Linked DNA regions of Pan troglodytes: region 1 is linked to region 2. Evidence: chromatin contacts called from public HiChIP or PLAC-seq data. All regions are on one chromosome and are shown on one strand. Each heading gives the region's core, a stretch centred on a gene start, on an enhancer-like site or on the middle of the called end of the contact. The rest is flanking DNA. Distances are from core to core; before and after follow the strand shown.

Region 1 (5,451 bases), core at 1,078-3,577, 44 kb before region 2:
CCCCCATTATCTAGCCTGCCCACCTGTCTGTCCATTCAGTTTTTGTAGCCATCTGAGACTCTGTTCAAGTGTCCCTCCACAGGCTGCCTCTTTGCCTGAAGACTCTGTTCTTACCTGGAAGTCTGTACCAAGAGTGCATGAGACCCAGAATATGAAGAGGGTGGACAGGGAGGGAGAGAGGATAGATAGCTGGGAAGTGGGAGGGGACTGGCAGAGGAAGGGAGACGTGGGGATATGGGAGTGTCAATGGAGAGGATGCTGCCTTTTGAAGGCTTTTGGCCCAGGTACCTACTCATTTCATTCTCGTTCCCTTAGAGGGGCAGACCCAGGTGGGAGTACTGCAGGCCACGCCCCTCGAAGACAGCATCCACGTGGTCTTCCGATACTAGCAAGGTGTGCTCGGCAGCCGGTGCCTCAAGGTGAGACCTGGGAGGGCTGGAGGAAAGGGACTGGGTTTGGTCAAATATAGGGATAGATACTATAGAGGGAATCTCCAACTTGACGTTAAAACCTCCTCCCTTAAAATTCCCTGCCTGAAACTTTCTCATCATACCACCTCTGGAGCCTCACCTGCCCAGTCTCTGCTAGAGATGGGGCAAGACGGAAGTCATGGTGCAACCTAAGCTGGGGAGTCGTTCCCACGTGGACTCTAGAGGAACACAGCAGAGGCCACTGGAAGTCCCCAGAAGAGGCCAGCATCTATCTCCTCGGGCCTGGCTCACCACCCCGGGTGCTGTCTGACTGCTCCAGAGCTAGGAATCTTGCAGTCCTCAGCCAGAACCAGGTCCCTCCCACCCCCACACACATACTTCAGACTCTGAATTAAGGAGGTGGGCAGTTCAGAGAATATGACAAGTGGAAGACATGAAAGGCCAGAGTGGAGGGTGGAAGGATATTTTTCCTGGGGAAAAGTATCTGACCCTTCCTGAAAGCAGAGTGTGTGGCTTCAGGCATCAGAAGGGAGATCCGCTTTGAGTTCAAATTACTACTAATAATCATAGTATATAATGTGTAATGTCCTAGGGTTCTAGAAGTTTTTTTTTTTTTTTTTTGAGACAGGGTCTCGATCTGTCACCCAGGCTGGAGTGCAGTGGCACTATCTTAGCTCACTGCAACCTCCGCCTCCCGGGTTCAAATGATTCTCATACCTCACCCTCCCAAGCAGCTACGACTACAGGCATGCACAACCACACCGGGCTAACTTTTGTATTTTTAGTAGAGATAGGGTTTTATCATGTTGGCCAGGCTGGTCTCGATCTCCTGACCTCAAGTGATCTGCCCGCCCCAGCCTCCCAAAGTGCTGGGATTACAGGCATAAGCCACCATGCCTGGCCTGGAAGCACACTTTCTATCTTCAACCTTATTTGATTCTCACAGCAGCATCATTTAAAAATTCCTATTTGTCCCTTTCTAGCAGGTGTAGCTAAAAAAAGTAAAATACAGCTCTCACTTGATCACTTATTGCATGCCAAACAATAAGCTAGGAAATGTGTGTGCACTATCTGCTTTCATTCTCTCAATCCTATGAAGTTCGTCGCTTCATGAGCGAGAAAATAGGTTCAGCAAGTTTAATTGTTTCTCATGGCCATAGAGCTAGCAAGAGCAAGGATTTAAGCCATGGCGGTGGGCAGAAGGCAAACTCCTGTACCCCAGTCAGTCTCCGGACCCCTCCACTGGCCCTCTGCAATGTGGTACTTGTGCATTTTGGGGAAAGAAAAAATTCTAATCACACTTTTGTTTCTGGGATGGGCCCATCAGAGTGCCCCAAGTGTCAATTCATCCCATCCTTTCACTCTGCAGGATTGTTCTGGAAGGATGACATCACTCAAAGTGTGAGGACCCAGCAGACAGAGCACACGCCCTGGCTCCATGCCCCAGAGGCCTGTCTGAGGAGCGGACAGGCAGCCTTTCCCACCAGAGTCACCAGGGTGAGGCATGTTGGGCCTACGGTTGGTCCGCACTGCACCTGCCGGTAGACAGAGGAGCTGGGAAGGGCATGAGTTATCAGGGCTGCAGGTAGGAGCCATCAGGAGCTCAGGGAATGGAACAATAAGAGCTCCCATCTGATTTCCACCAGAAGGAATCCACGATCCATTAGTGATGTCTGCAGAGGGAAGGGGCTGGAAAGCACAGTTCCCATTTGTTATCCCTGCTTAATCTTTGTTTTCTATGAGCAAGCACAAGGAGACTCTTGTCCCCTAAAGTGAGTTTCCCTCAGAGTTTTGAAATCCTTCACTTCGGCCCCTTCTCTTTTCCTCTGGGCCTGTTCACCATTTTCTCCTCACTCTTGGCTCCTGGCTCCCGGCTCCCCTCCCATCAGAGCCCCATGACCAGGGTGAGCAGGGAGCAATGCTTTAACTCTGAAGCGGTTTCAGAGGTCCTGAACCAAGAGGTGACCAGCCACACCAAGGCCCTGCTGCAGGTAAGGGCCTGGCCTTGTTCAGGAAGCCTGAGCCCAGCAAGGGCTATTTCAAGAGGGAGGCAGAGTGATGGAGGGGACTGACATTGGCAGCATGAGGACTGACAGGGCTTCACTGAGGGCAGAGCCTCATGGAGAATCTTCTGGAAGCATGGGCCTGATGGATGGGAAGGAACACAGCTTTCCACACAGAGAGACCCAGGCCAGTCCTGGCACTGCTGCTTCCCAGTCATGACCTTACTGAAGCTCTACAAGCCCTCCTTCCACATCGGTGGAGTGGTCATAATGGCCATCCTCCCTGGCTGCTGTGAGAATTAAAGGCAATGTAATAAAGGCCAGTCAGCAGTTCTGGATGGAAGGAAAATTCTTCATTTCCCCATTGGAGGGCGCCCCCACTTTCTCTGTCTCTCAGAGTCTCCCTTTCGTAGATTGCCGCAACTCAGGATGCAGGGACTGGGGCTTCCGATGGCTTGGTCCTGTACAGTCAGTCATGTGCACAGAAATTGAAGGGTCTGCATAAATCTGCTTCAGAGGTTTTCCAATGTTTTTAAAAAACATATAGGCTCTCTGTGGGTTGGTCGTCGTGGTTCATATGCCTGTAATCCCAGAACATTGGGAGGATCACTCAGGGCCGGGAGTTCGAGACCAGCCTGGGTGACATAACAAGATCCCTGTCTCTACAAAAATTTAAAAGTGTGGTGGCATACACCTGTAGTCATAGCTACTCAGGAGGCTAAGGCAAGAAGATTAGCTTGAACTCAAGAGTTCAAGGTTATAGTGAGCTATGATTGCACCACTGCACTCCAGCCTGGGTGACAGAGTGAGACCCTGTCTCAAAAAACAAAAAACACAACCCCGCCCCCAACAAAAACATATGGGCTGTTTTTCTGAGAATTCCAAGTGTGCCATGACCCCAATCCTAACCTTACCCACCCTTACATATACATACATTGTATACACATATATGTGCATGTGTATGTACGTGTGGGGGGCACTTCTCTCCCTGAGTTAGAGAGGAGGGCCCAGAGCCTCTCACATCAGCCCTCCAGCCCCCTTGCTTATCTCTGTGGTGTTGACTAAGTCACCTGGGCAAGGCTCTCAGGCATCTCCTTGGGACCACTGAGCCCTTTGCAGCTCAAATAGAAAACTACCCATCTTGTACCTCCAGCCATCTTTATAGATGAGAAGCTCAGGTCCAGCCTGGACAAGTGTGGAGCCAGGACTAGCCCCTGTATCCTGACTCCCAGCCTTCCCCCTGCACAGCCCCTACCCTTCCTCTTAGCGACCCCAGTAGAGGTTGGGTTGTTTCACACACCTTAGGCTAAGGAGGGCCTCAGGAGGTGACATTTAAACTTAGACCTAAATGACAAGGAGGCAGCCAGGGGGAGATCTGGAGGAAGAGTCTCCAAGGCAAAGAGGCTTTCAAATACATCTGCTGTTAGATGAGATTCCAGGGCTTGTTGGGGGAACAGACACAGTCCTGTGACAGCAGATGAGCTTGGAAAATAGGCCCAGGACTACTTGTGGCTTGTAGTCCATAGACAGGGGGTCGGGTGTTATTCAAAGTGTAGTGGGAAGGCATTGGAGGATTTTTAAGGAAGAGAGTAGGACAATATGATAAGCATTTTATAAAGACACACTGATGCTGTTGGAAAATGGATTTTGAAATGGACAAGAGTGGAAACAGGTAGACCTGTTTGGGGCAACCAGGTTGTCCAGGTGGGATCCTGGGACCTGGGACTACGATCGTGGCAGTGGATCTGGGAAACTTCTAGATGGGCTCCATTAGGGCAACCTGTATCTCAGAGGTGCTCCAGCCCCTCAGCCCTTCAAGGAAACTGGTGGTCCCCGCCCCCCATCACCATGGCAGCGGGGCTCCTTTGCTTGGATTGGCTGCTGGGCCACATCATTAGTCTTGTGACTGACCCCATGATGGGGACTGGTTGCCATGGTTCTGTCAAGTATGCAAACAAGGAGCTGCTATGCCTCAGGCTCAGGCAACCTGAGAAACCCCTAATGTGTCTCATGGAAAATCCTGGGAAGGAGATGGGATTAGAGATGGGGAACAAGGGAAGGGACTTGAGACTGCTATTGAGATTGGTTCTGCACTTGGTGGGGGAAGGGGAGAGGGAGGGGAGTGGCAACCACTGCCTGGGTGCATTAACTGAAAATCCCTTGTTTCTTCCCATTTTAGGATGTCTTTGAGCCATTCCCTACTCTGAGTCACAACCTTGTAGCTGATTAAGGCCATATGGGAAGCTTCCCATTCCTCATACTTTCCCTGATGCTCTCAGGAAGGACAATTTCAGGCTGAACCAAATCTGGATTATTAAAGTCAATTTTCAAAAAAAAACTCAGCAGACTTGTCTGGAGGCAGAATTGGTGGTCGGGGGACCAAGCCAGAGCCTCCCAGGTGAGAGCTGGGAGAGGTGGGAGCCAAATGCAGGGAAGCCTGGGGAGTGGGTGCAGCCAGCCAGCCCCTGGTTGTCCGAAGGCCTTGTTTCAGATGCCTTTTTCCTTCCATGGGTCATTTCTAAAGCAGGTGAAAGGCAGGATGGCAAGGCAGCCATCCCCACACAGCCTTCAGTTGTGTCTTACTGGTCTTCTTTCCCGATAGAAGGAAATCCACCCCCTCCAGACCCCAGGTCAAGCAGGTCTGGGCCCTGCTCTGCCTTCAGAGGTCCATGGTACCTGTTCAGCATTAGGGTCCCCTAAACGGCAGTCATACCAGCCCCACCCCAAGAATCCACAAACAATTCCACAGCCAAAGGCTATGCACATTTAACTTTTGGTACCTATGGTCAATTTTCCCCTGGGAAAGGGGAGTCTAGCCACCAATGTTCAACCCAACCAAGCTCCAGCAGGTCCCATGCCTCAAGTTTTATGTTTCTCAAAGCACCTGCACACTCAGCTCATTTATTTTGTTTTGTTAATTTTCAGTGTTCATTGGGTAGTCAGCTCATTCAATCCTCATAAGTGGGAGCACAAGGGAAAATATCAAGCCCCTCCACTATGGAATACAGAGAAATTAC
Region 2 (4,904 bases), core at 2,131-4,630:
GCTCCGGCCTTGGCCAGCCCGGGAAGGGGCTGCCACAGTGCAGCGGCGGGCTGAAGGGCTCCTCAAGCGCGGCCAGAGTGGGCGCCAAGGCCAAGGAGGCGCCGAGAGCGAGCGAGGGCTGTGAGGGCTGCCAGCATGCTGTCGCCTCTCAATAGCATTATGCATAATAATACCAAACCTGAAACAACCCAAATGTCCATCAGCAGAAAAATGGATAAAAAAAAATTTTTTTTTTTTTTTGATACGGAGTCTCTCTCTATTACCCAGGCTGGAGTGCAATAGCGCAATCTCGGCTCACTGCAACCCCCACCTCTCAGGGTCAAGCAATTCAGCTGCCTCAGCCTCCCGAGTAGCTGGGATTACAGGCATGAGCCACCACACCTGGCTGGGACTACAGGTACGTGTTACCACGCCCAGCTAATTTTTGTATTTTTTGTAGAGACAAGGATTCGTCATGTTGCCCGGGCTGGTCTCAATCTCCTGGGCTCACGTGATCCTTCTGCCTCGGCCTCCCAAAGTGCTGGGATCACAGGCATGAGCCATTGTGCTTGGCCTCTACAAAAAAAAAAAAAAAAAAAATTAGCCGGGCATGGTTGCTCACAATGGTAGCTACTCAGGAGGCTGGGGCAGAAGGATTGCTTGAGCCCAGGAGTTGAAGGCTGCAGTGAGCTATGATCTTGTCACTGCACTCCAGACTGGGTGATAGAGTGAGACCCTGACTCTAAATAAATAAATAAATGTTTAAAAATGTATTAGTCACTGTTAGAGGTCACTACACTACACAGACTCATTATTTTGCAGAAGGGTAAAGAGAAAAAGCTGAGAATATATGTTACCTTTCCAGTTGGAATTGCATTTTAGTGTAAACTAAACCCAGTTGATGAGAGAAAGCCCTTCTTTACAAAGTAAAATAAGCGATAAATGTGAATTGAATGATAGGATTATAAAAATCACCATTTTGCAACCTCTAATGAAATCATTTAGTCAAGGATGGATCACCAGTGAATAGTGAAACCATTAGGTGAAAAGTTGATGAGGAACTAGATAGTCTCACAGTGCCAAAGTATCATCCAAGGATTGCATGCTGGTCACATTAGAAAACCACAGCTTTACATACAGAGATCTGGCTGTCTCTACCTTAAACCAGTGATCAATTTTAACATCACTAATAGAACAGTCAGACATCATGTACTTCCTGAAATGATGCAATGAGAGGCATTTTGCTTTAAAAATTCTTTAATTTGATACAGTCAATACTTCATATATAACTTCTAGTTTACAGGAAATACAGGTGATATACAGGTTATACACTGGAGAAATACAGGGAAATAACAACACGAAGAAAAAAATCAGATAAACCCAGAAGAAGAGTTCTAAAGAAAAATTGACCTGGTCTATCAACATGACAATGTCAAAAATGGGGGAGGGGAGAGAGGAGATGGTGTCTATGCTAATTTACAGAGATTAAGAAACATAACAAAGGCCGTGGTTGTTCTTAATTGACTGTTATTTTGAACAAAACACCTGAAAAGAAAAGGCATTTTGGGGGAAACAATCTGAGAAATTTGAATCTGAACTGAGCATTAAATTATATTAAGGAATGCCCGGGCGAGGTGGCTCACGCCTGTAATCCTAGCACTTTGGGAGGCCGAGGTGGGTGCATCACGAGGTCAGGAGATCGAGACCATCTTGGTTAACACGGTGAAACCCCGTCTCTACTAAAAATACAAAAAATTAGCCGGGTGCGGTGGCAGGCACCTGTAATCCCAGCTACTCAGGAGGCTGAGGCAGGAGAATGGCGTGAACCTGGGAGGGGGAGCTTGCAGTGAGCCGAGATAGTGCCACTGCAGTCTGGCCTGGGCAAAAGAGCGCAAGACTCCTTCTCAAAAAAATAAAACATTAAAAAAATTATATTAAGGAATTATTGTAAATTTTTTTAGGTGTCATAACAGCACTTAGGTTATGCAGGAAAATGTCCTTATTTCTTGGAGATGCATAATGAAATATTTAGAAGAGAAATGTCATGATGTCTATCATTCATGTTTAAATACTAAAAAGAAGCAAATATTGTATAACATCAATAACCATTAAGTATGGATGATGAGTATGTAAGTATTCATTATGCATTTCTGTCCTTTTTAAATTTTATTTTATTTTACTGGAAAGCAAGAGAGGAAGGAGATCAAATCTGAACTTAAGAAGCTCACTCCGCTACTTATTGGATGACTAGAGTGGAAGCAAGAGAGCAGTTACTAGCTGATTGCTGCAGTGGTCGTGGTGAAAGAGCACAGTGTTTCAGTTCAGGTAGTGAGGATGGACAGAAGTGGACTGATGGGAGATGTATTTTGCAGGGAGAAACCATAAAATGATTGATAGCCTCGAGGTGGCACAGACGGAGAGAAAGGAGAGTCAAAGCTAATGATGAGGCCAGGCCCGGTAGCTCACACCTGTAATCCCAGCATTTTGGGAGGCGAAGGCCGTTGGATCACCTGAGGTCAAGAGTTCAAGACCATCCTGGCCAACAAGGTGAAATCCCATCTCCAATAAAAATGCAAAAATTAGCCGGGCAAGGTGCTGTGCACCTGTAATTCCAGCTACTAGGGAGGCTGAGGCAGGAGAATGGCTTGAACCCAGAAGGTGGACATTGCAGTGAGCCAAGATCGCGCCAGTATCCAGCCTGGCCAACAGAGCAAGACTCCATCTCAATAAAAAATAAATAAAAGCTAATGATGACAGCTAATATGTATGGAGCATGTAGTATGCACCAGTCCAGTCATCCTTCTAAGTGATCCATATTAGTGTAACGAACAAAATCTTCACAATCACTGCGTGAGGCGGGTAGTAACTATTAACACCTCCACTTTGCAGATCAGGAAACTTGGACGCAGACAAGTTAAACAAGGTGCCCAAGGTCATACCCTTAGTAGATGCCCTGCTAGAACTGGAATCTAGGCATGCCTAACCATTTTTTCTTAAGGAAGAGAACAGTACCTTCAATGACAATGAGTAAGAGTACTTATTCTACCCACTTTTCTGCTTCTTGTCTTCGGGTTTATCGTTCTGGACCCACCTATCTTTCCTGGCCCCCCACTCAACTTAACCCTTTTCACCCACCCTGGGGCGGGGAGACAGAGGTGATCCTAGAAGAGGGCTACAGGGATGGGGCCAAGTGGGAATTCTAGCGAGGCGCCTACTATTTGATGGAGGAGGGATGGGCTAGGTAGGTCCCCCGCTCCGACAGGGCTCTTACGCCATATGTGACGCAAATTAGCTTACGAGCCGGGGGTGGAGGTGTCGTCAGCACCCGCCTGCGGTTGGCCGCGTTGCAGCGAGAGGGGCATGTAGACCCCGCCTCGTAGGGAGGTGGGGAGCGGCAAGCCCCGCCTCGGCCCCTCTGGCAGGCTCCCGCCAGCGTCGCTGCGGCTCCGGCCCGGGAGCGAGCGCCCGGAGCTCGGAAGGATGCGGCGCCCGCGGCGGCCTGGGGGTCTCGGGGGATCCGGGGGTCTCCGGCTGCTCCTCTGCCTCCTGCTGCTGAGCAGCCGCCCGGGGGGCTGCAGCGCCGTTAGTGCCCATGGTCAGGAGGAAACTTGGGCTGGCGGGTGGTGGGGGGCGGGGAGCAGCTTGGGGCCTGGAGCGAAACTCGGTGGGGGTGAGGGTGAAATGTCATGAAGCTCGGGGAGAATATGGGTTGGGGGAGGCATGCGAGATGAGGAAGGTGAGAGGGCGTCTCGGAGGAAAGGGGCGTAGGCCTGGAGGTGGGGCTGGGAATACGGGGGCGGGACCTAAGAGAATTGGGCTCTGGGGAAAATTGCACGTTCGGGAGAAGGACACGGGGTGCATGTGGGCAGAGGGACTTAGAGACCGGCTGCGAGACCACAGGAGAAGCCACTTGCTCCGAGGCGCCTGGGAGGTGGTGACAGGCGCTGAGGAATGGGAAGGGGAGGTGGCGGGGAGAATGAGGGAACGGTGATCTCTGGGCAGTGGAAGCCTGGGCCGCAGACATAGAGTCCCAGCTGGGCAGAGAGAGAGGCCAGGGTTTCTCCGTAAGCCTAGAGAAGCTGATTGCAGCGATCTGATCTCCTGTAACGGGGGACAGCACGGGGAGGGGGCAGAAGAGGATGAAGAGGGGAGGGTCCTCTCTTGTCCCCCTCCCCACAGCCAGGCCTGGTGCTGACTCACATCTGTGCGGACAGAGACAGTCAGCGCTGACTCACGGGCAGGGGGTGGGGGATAGGAGGGTGGCGCGTGGGGGAAGGGGCGCAGCCTCGCCGCCTGGCGCCCTCTTTCCCCACCCGGGCTTGGAGGCCCGAGAGGCAGAGTACTTCCTGTGACGCTGTGGGTTGGCAGAATAGAACAGAGGGCTCAGGTCTAGTGGAGAGTCCTCGCTCTGTGACCCCTTCCTCTCTGGTAACCGCCTCCAAGGCGAGCCCTTGGCGGCGCCAGACTCAGAGCTTCAGCACCGCGGACAGCGCCGGCGGCTCGGGACAGCGCGAGGAGAGATGCCTAAGAGACACCCTCCCCAGCCCCACCCATGCCCTCTTTCCCCCGACCGGGGGAAGTGTGCTAGAACCTCTTCTGAGTTCCAGGCCATTATAGGATGCTTTTCCATATTTGGGAAGGAAATTCCTCTTTCAGAATTTGGCCAAAACCTCTCCTGCAGTAATTCTATGAATCTCTCTCCCTGCACCTGGAAGGTTTCTTCCCTATCACTCAGTTAAGCAAACAGAGGCTTTTAAGGATACAGACTCACAAATTCTTAAAATCCAAAACAAGATCCCATGCTTCCTTTTAAGAAATTCAGGCCTGATTCCTACTCTCCTCCCAGCTTAAGGCCTTCTTTAGAATGAAAGAATAAATTGCATCTGCTTCTCCCATTCCCAGCCTGTCCACCCATCTGCCCATTC

What was found. HiChIP or PLAC-seq counts read pairs in DNA pulled down with a chosen protein or histone mark.
Region 1: a contact with region 2 is called in an H3K4me3 HiChIP or PLAC-seq map of stem cell-derived excitatory neurons, with 2.8 times the contacts expected there. The contact joins the promoter of RESP18 here to the promoter of PTPRN in region 2. A contact is called at or near these places in 1 of 7 Hi-C or Micro-C datasets (induced pluripotent stem cells) and 1 of 1 datasets of contacts at active chromatin or transcription factors (stem cell-derived excitatory neurons).

What each region holds. Positions count from the first base shown.
Region 1 is chr13:121,611,133-121,616,583 of NHGRI_mPanTro3-v2.0_pri, reverse strand. It overlaps RESP18 (regulated endocrine specific protein 18), which reads left to right and starts at 2,327. Exons shown (of 8, transcript XM_054678851.1): 1 at 2,327-2,422; 2 at 2,848-2,902. The coding sequence starts at 2,327.
Region 2 is chr13:121,569,209-121,574,112 of NHGRI_mPanTro3-v2.0_pri, reverse strand. It overlaps PTPRN (protein tyrosine phosphatase receptor type N), which reads left to right and starts at 3,380. Exons shown (of 22, transcript XM_016950562.3): 1 at 3,380-3,574. The coding sequence starts at 3,460.